Linked DNA regions of Gossypium arboreum: region 1 is linked to region 2. Evidence: chromatin contacts called from public Hi-C data. All regions are on one chromosome and are shown on one strand. Each heading gives the region's core, a stretch centred on a gene start, on an enhancer-like site or on the middle of the called end of the contact. The rest is flanking DNA. Distances are from core to core; before and after follow the strand shown. Region 1 holds the start of LOC108484146 (40S ribosomal protein S20-2). Region 2 holds the start of LOC108454003 (peptidyl-prolyl cis-trans isomerase FKBP53).

What was found. Hi-C and Micro-C count contacts between places; a contact is called where the count stands out from the background.
Region 1: a Hi-C map of leaf shows a contact between it and region 2, with 3 times the contacts expected there. The contact joins the promoter of LOC108484146 here to the promoter of LOC108454003 in region 2. A contact is called at or near these places in 2 of 5 Hi-C or Micro-C datasets (both in leaf).

Annotation. Positions count from the first base shown.
Region 1 is chr9:41,984,834-41,987,973 of ASM2569848v2, forward strand. It overlaps LOC108484146 (40S ribosomal protein S20-2), which reads right to left and starts at 1,461. Exons shown (of 5, transcript XM_053019522.1): 1 at 1,224-1,461; 2 at 473-678; 3 at 184-310; 4 at 1-24. The coding sequence starts at 295.
Region 2 is chr9:41,441,279-41,444,477 of ASM2569848v2, forward strand. It overlaps LOC108454003 (peptidyl-prolyl cis-trans isomerase FKBP53), which reads right to left and starts at 1,314. Exons shown (of 11, transcript XM_017752280.2): 1 at 1,125-1,314; 2 at 749-822; 3 at 125-363. The coding sequence starts at 1,137.

The DNA of each region.
Region 1 (3,140 bases), core at 211-2,710, 540 kb after region 2:
CACCACGAACCAGATCAGCACAAACTATCAATTAGACATATAGACATTAGACTAACCAATGCTTAGTCTATCCATTTAATCCATATCAGACCCCCAGAAAGTACTCATCACTATATGAAATTTAGCTAAGAAGAGGAAAATTTGATAGTAACAAGATTATAGAGGTATAAGATAAATCGGTACCTTTCTCAAGGTTTTTCACATTCTTGGAGGAGAGAGTGATTCTGATCTTGTGTATCTGTTCTTGGGGCTCCTCCAAACCAGGCTTGGTCGGCTTCATTGCAGCGTAGGCCATAGTTGCTTTTGTGTTCTGTTCAGTACAATCAATTTCTAATAAATAAAAAAGTTATCATCCAAAAGCAATTCACAAAATTAAAAATCTTAAGACTCAGTCAGCTTTTAGCTAGAAATATCAATATATAAATGATATCGCAAGGGGTGATGGCAATTAAATGCACATCAATTTTCTCACAAAATTCTATTTTCAGTTTCAGTTCTCCCTTAGTTTCTTTCTGCTTTGTCCTCATTCTTCTTTACCGATTTCTGAGTTGAAACATGTCATAAGAGATAACAGTCTGACTAGAACTCAAAAGGAAATGGGTTAATTGAAAAAAGGATGCTGATAGGATTGTCACCAAGGTTGGAAAAACTAGGAGCAGTTGAAAATGGAGCTGCAATCTGAAATGCAAATGGGAGAAAAGTTCAGAGGTTGAAATGAGAAATATGTTTAAAAGATGCAGATGATGAAAGGCTCAATCAGAGGAATGGCAGAATTTGAGTCAAAGCTGAAAATTGTATTGTGAGTTGCCACAACAATAAAGTTATAAATCCAGGACTGCGGTTGCTACCAGAAATGTTGGTAGGTTCTAGGATTCAGACTAAATACTCCAAGGCCCAGTGTCACAAATTCGATGGTGGGGATTGTCAAGGATGGTTGCCTAAAATGGTTCTTTGAAGATGATCAATCCAATGATTTCCATTTTAAAACAGTAACGGAAATGTTGCGAAAACTGGAAAAGGTTATAACCCAAAAATTGTGGGTTTTTACTTGTTTGATTGAAGATCAATCCGGTGAACTAGAGCTATAAAACCCAGAATACAGAAAACCTAAAGCACTGTTCTTTCTTATTTTGCTCATTAATCTGACCCCAATTCCAAAGCAAGCTATTTTACACATCAAATAAAAATACCAAGGAAAATAAAAGGGAAAGAGAAAAGGAAACCTGGAAGAAGTGGATGAAGTGAAAGAAGTTAAGAGAAAAGGAAACCTGGAAGAAGTGGATGAAGTGAAAGAAGTTAAGTGTTAAGCAACAGCCTTTGGTTGCCTCTTTCCTCAAAAGCCAACGGAGTAAATGTATTTTTAGAAGATATGCAAGGGGATCGGTAGTGGCAGAGGCTTTTATTATTAGGGTTAGGGTTTTTAGAAAGAAGGCTCGACCAAATAGATTTACGGGGTCGGGCTGCAATATTTAGTGGGTAAATTCTTTGTTGGTAACCCAACTTTTAGGGTCTTCCTTAGTAATTTTGTCACCTAGGACGTTTTAAGCATTAAAAAAATTAAGAATTAAAGTAAAAGGTGGTAGATGCTAAAATGATACACAAAATTATTAAATTATACTTATTTATTTATTGATAATGCCAATTGATTTGTTACTATAATATTGAAATTAATTAATTTAATCTCTTCTAAAATTTAAAATTTTATTTTATATTTCCATATTATCCTTAACGAAAATAACTTAAATAACTAATTTTAATAATTGTTTACGAAATTAAAAGTTCTTTTAGTTATATAATCTTGAATATTCTTAAACTAAAACCAAAGCAAAAATACTTGTAATTAATTAAATTAATTGTTTGTTCTTCATTTGGGTAAAGAAGTGATGACAAAAATTATGAGTTTTATTTAGTATAAAATATAAAATTAATTAATTTAAAAGATTTTTCTTTACTTTTAGCTTAACATGAATTATTTGAGTTTAATTTGAAAACATGAAATAAATTTTAAATTTTAAATAAAAAGTAAAAATTTACTGAAAAATTTGAAAAGTAAACTTAGAATTTTAGGAATATTGTAAAAACAATTTCTAAATAAAATGTCTAATCTACCCTTATTCTATATAGGAGTTGAAAATATATAATTTATATAGGTAATTAAAATGTGATAAACAAAATAATATATTAAAAATCATATTAAAGCAAATTTCACCAATATGAACATAAATAGAATTAAAGAAAAGAAATAATATGATTTAATATTCTAATAAATAAATAGAGAAAACAATGATAAATGGATCACTAATAAGAAAACTATAAAAAATAGTATTAAACATGTAAAATAAATAAATTCATCCTTTCATCTCAAATCTTAAAAAAATTAAGAGTTTTTTATCGAATAATATAAAAAATATGAAAATGGGTTGATGCTAAAATTAAGTACTGAAAAGGTATATTTGAATGGGTGGAGGGCGGTGCATACGCGGCACGACCCTCATTTTCTGACACTTTACAGTAAAAAAAATATATATTTTAGTAGTGGAGAGTGTCAGATAGGCGGCACCAGTTGTGCCTATCAGATAGGCAACACCAGTTGTGCCTATCTCGATAAATGACACCCAAGATATTCCCCACTCCCTATCCTACTCAGATCGGTTTGGAAAAAAATTTAGCAGAATAAGAGAGGGAGAAGAGGAGAAAGAAAGAAAAGAGAAGAAAGAAAAGAAATGTAATTTTTTTATTGTTATTTTCAAATATAATAGATTATGATAAGAAAAAAATTGTTAGTATTATATAGTTTGTTTAGTGTTATTTTTATGTTTTGTTTTAAAGTTTTTTGTTTATTGTGATTTGTTACTAAGTTTTGTGTTTAGATTATTGAGAATGTTATCTTGTAAAATTTTTAATATATTTGATATTGTTAGAAATGACAATAAATTTGATATTGTTAGAAATTGACCATTATCATTCATTAAATTTTTATGTAAGTATTTTTATGTTGTTTGAAATTGTTTTGAGATCTTTTTATTAATTTTTTAACAGATTGAGTATTGAAGATGGATAATCATTTTTTTGTATGCGTTTATTTCGATAGAGTCATCTTGATAACAACCGTTGGATGTATATTTGAATGTTGGCAACAA
Region 2 (3,199 bases), core at 64-2,563:
ATGCGCCACATTCTGAGTTATAAACACCTCAACCATGTTCTCAGTTCTTTCATGAAACAATTTAATAAAAAATGAAATGCAAATATGCTTGTCTTCAAATAAGAGAAATTAAATAAAAGGATACGACTCATATTCATCTCGTAGGTGATCTCCATCATCAGCAACAAAGTAACCAGAGAGGTGGATGCTTTGAGGGCCAAGTACTGAGAAAGCAACTAAATCATCGTCTTCATCAAATTTAAGATCTAAGGCGCAAGTCTCATTCTGATTTGGTAACAAGGAACACAGGATGATCGGACTCTTGTGTCCGACAGAACACTGAAGTACAGACCTCTCTTTAAATGATCCAAGGCCTAAAGTTGCCTGTGTTACCACATGTTATAAATTAACAATGGAACATACATCGTATCAAGAAAAACAAAACCAAAATTAGGAACCCAAAAATCATTTGCACTAGCAATTTAGAGAACTAACAAGAAGCCTAAATTCTGACTAAGATTCACCATTATACGTTATTTATATGTTTCAACTATTCAACTCCATATAAACAATGCACTCCATTGATGAAGGGTCAGAAAACCTCAAAACATAACTAATAAAAGCATGTGACTACAATCTTATTCCTACAGTATTTACTAATTAATAATTGTATAAGAAAAATGAAAACTCCAACATGAACCAGAATTCAGAAAACAAAATGCTCTGGCTTTTCCTTTTAACTTTGAATTTCTGAATCAGGATAATATACCTGAGTAATGTGAAGCTTTCCCCGAACATTGTCAGAATGATAAGGGTGTGGTTTTCCAGGTTTGACTTCAATTCCTGGTTTACGAAAAAAAAAAAAAGAGCCTATAAGAACAAATAGAGAGTTTCAAGAAAAAACAAATACAACAAGCAATGCATCGTTTGGTAACTGGTAAATGGCCCGAAGACGATAATGAATCTTGGGTTTAATTTCAAAAGAATCCTCGATCCAAACCCATTATCATAATTCAAATTTCTCGAATATTTCCTCTACTGTTTACCATAACCAAACAATGGAACAATGAAATGTGAAAATACAAAATAGTAAGAGTTTAAAGCGAGAAAAGTAAAAGGGTTTTGGTCAAGATAAAAGAACTGACCCCAGAAACCCATTTCTTCTTGATGGGAGAAAATACTGAAAACCAAAAGCAGCTGCTTCTAAAACCCTAGAGGGTTTTCGTTATGCGATTTTATTAAACCCTAAATGCCCGTTTAATGATTTGGTCGTCCTTCGCTCAGATGAATTTTGAGCGGTCGGATCAAATTTCCCTCAATTATTAGCATATTTAAATTTTCCTCGCTCAATATCAAAAATTTATAAATTGCTGATTAAATTATTTGAAAAAAAATCCTCGACTTTTAAGTGTGTTTATTTCTAGTGCTATGGTTTTTATTTTCTTTTTATTTTAAGTTTTATCGTTGTTTTTATACTATTAAATGCGTCATTTATCCAAAAAGATCCTAAATTGTTGAAAGATATTTGATATGGTCAATTAACTCGTTATAGGATAAACTATATTCAAAATCACTCAACAATTAACGTGGTCAATTAACTCATTATAGGATAAACTATATTCAAAATCACTCAACAATTAATAAGTTCATAATTTGATCAATCAATTTCAAAAATATTATAAGTTCATTATTAAACTATCTAAAAGTTGTATTCTAGGAATCTCACCATCATCTAGCCTTCTCTAACAAAAAAGCACATTGAACAAAGCTTTTCTTTTCATTCTTTTTCAACTTCATGGTTTAATTTTCTTTCAAATGACCAGACACTTCATTGATTTAAATTCAAAACCCTAACCAAGAAGCTCTTTGATCTCTATCCACCATCATTAGATGGTCGCCTAGCTTCGATATGTTTCTCTTCTTAATAAGGCTTTCTTCTTACCTTTTGAATTGAACTTTCATTGCTTGGAACTCTCCAACTAAATTTTGTTTGAATCTAATATCTTTAAGTCTCTCTCTCTTTTTTTAGCTTAATGACAAATTTGACCACTAACATTGACATGTTTTGTCAAAATGGCTCTAATTGTATTTTTGAATATTTTTTGGCCATCAACCTTTATTTTTTTTCAAATTGCCTTTTTTTAACAAAATTGATGAAAGTGTTGTTAAAAAAATTAATGAGATGATGTGGAATAGTTTTAATGAGATATGATTTATTACTTAGATAACCTAATAAAATAATTACATGTGGAAATAATAAAATAAATAATTTATGAAGTTAAAAATAACTCTTAACTTAAAGAAAATAAACATAATTATCTACAAAAGGTTTCAAGCATTTAGTATTTTCGATTTGATTTATTAATTATTTTTGGAACCTCCTAGTAATCAAACGTATGCATTTATTTTGAAACTCTTTTTTAGATAGTTATGTTTTTTAATTAAGACTTATTTTTAAAATTTCATGTATGATTTATTTATTTTATTATTTTCACATGTAACTATTTTATTGGGTTACTAAGTAATAAGTTACATCTCATTAAAATATTTCACATCATCCTCTGTTAATTTTTTAATGATAGTTTCATTAAATCTGTTAGAAAAAGCAGTTTGAAAAAAAAAAGATTGATGGCCAAAAAAGCCTCAAAAATACAATTAGGGTTATTTTGACAAAACATGCAAATGTTAGTGGCGAATTTTGTCATTAAACCTTTTTTTATATATATTTTGATTCTTTTCTCTAATTTTATTCTGCCCAATTGCTTTTGTAGGTCCTATTTGATTATTTTTTTAATTGTATTTTTTATTTGCTTTTGATTGTGATTACGGTGATATTTGGTTGTTCATTGAGGGAAAGGGTGTGTAAATAGTTTAACTGTTGATTTTCTTGGGTTATGGTTTTGGTCAAAAGGGAAATGGTGAGTGAGTTAATGGTGAGTGAGTTAAGAATGAAGGGTTGTTGAGTTGGTTGGGTTAAAAGTGAGGCATGGGGCTTGAGTTGTTGTGGATATTGTTTGGATTATTGGGTTAGGGGTAGTTGTGCAAATATTGATTGATCAAATTATAAACTCACTAATAATTGAGTGACCAAAGTGTAAATTTACTAATCCCACATTTAATGTTCGTTTGTAACTTAATTGCTCAATGACGTCTGTTAGGATTGACCCGATTAAGCAACGAACAAGAAAAAATTGAGGAATAAATTGAGAAATCGAACACA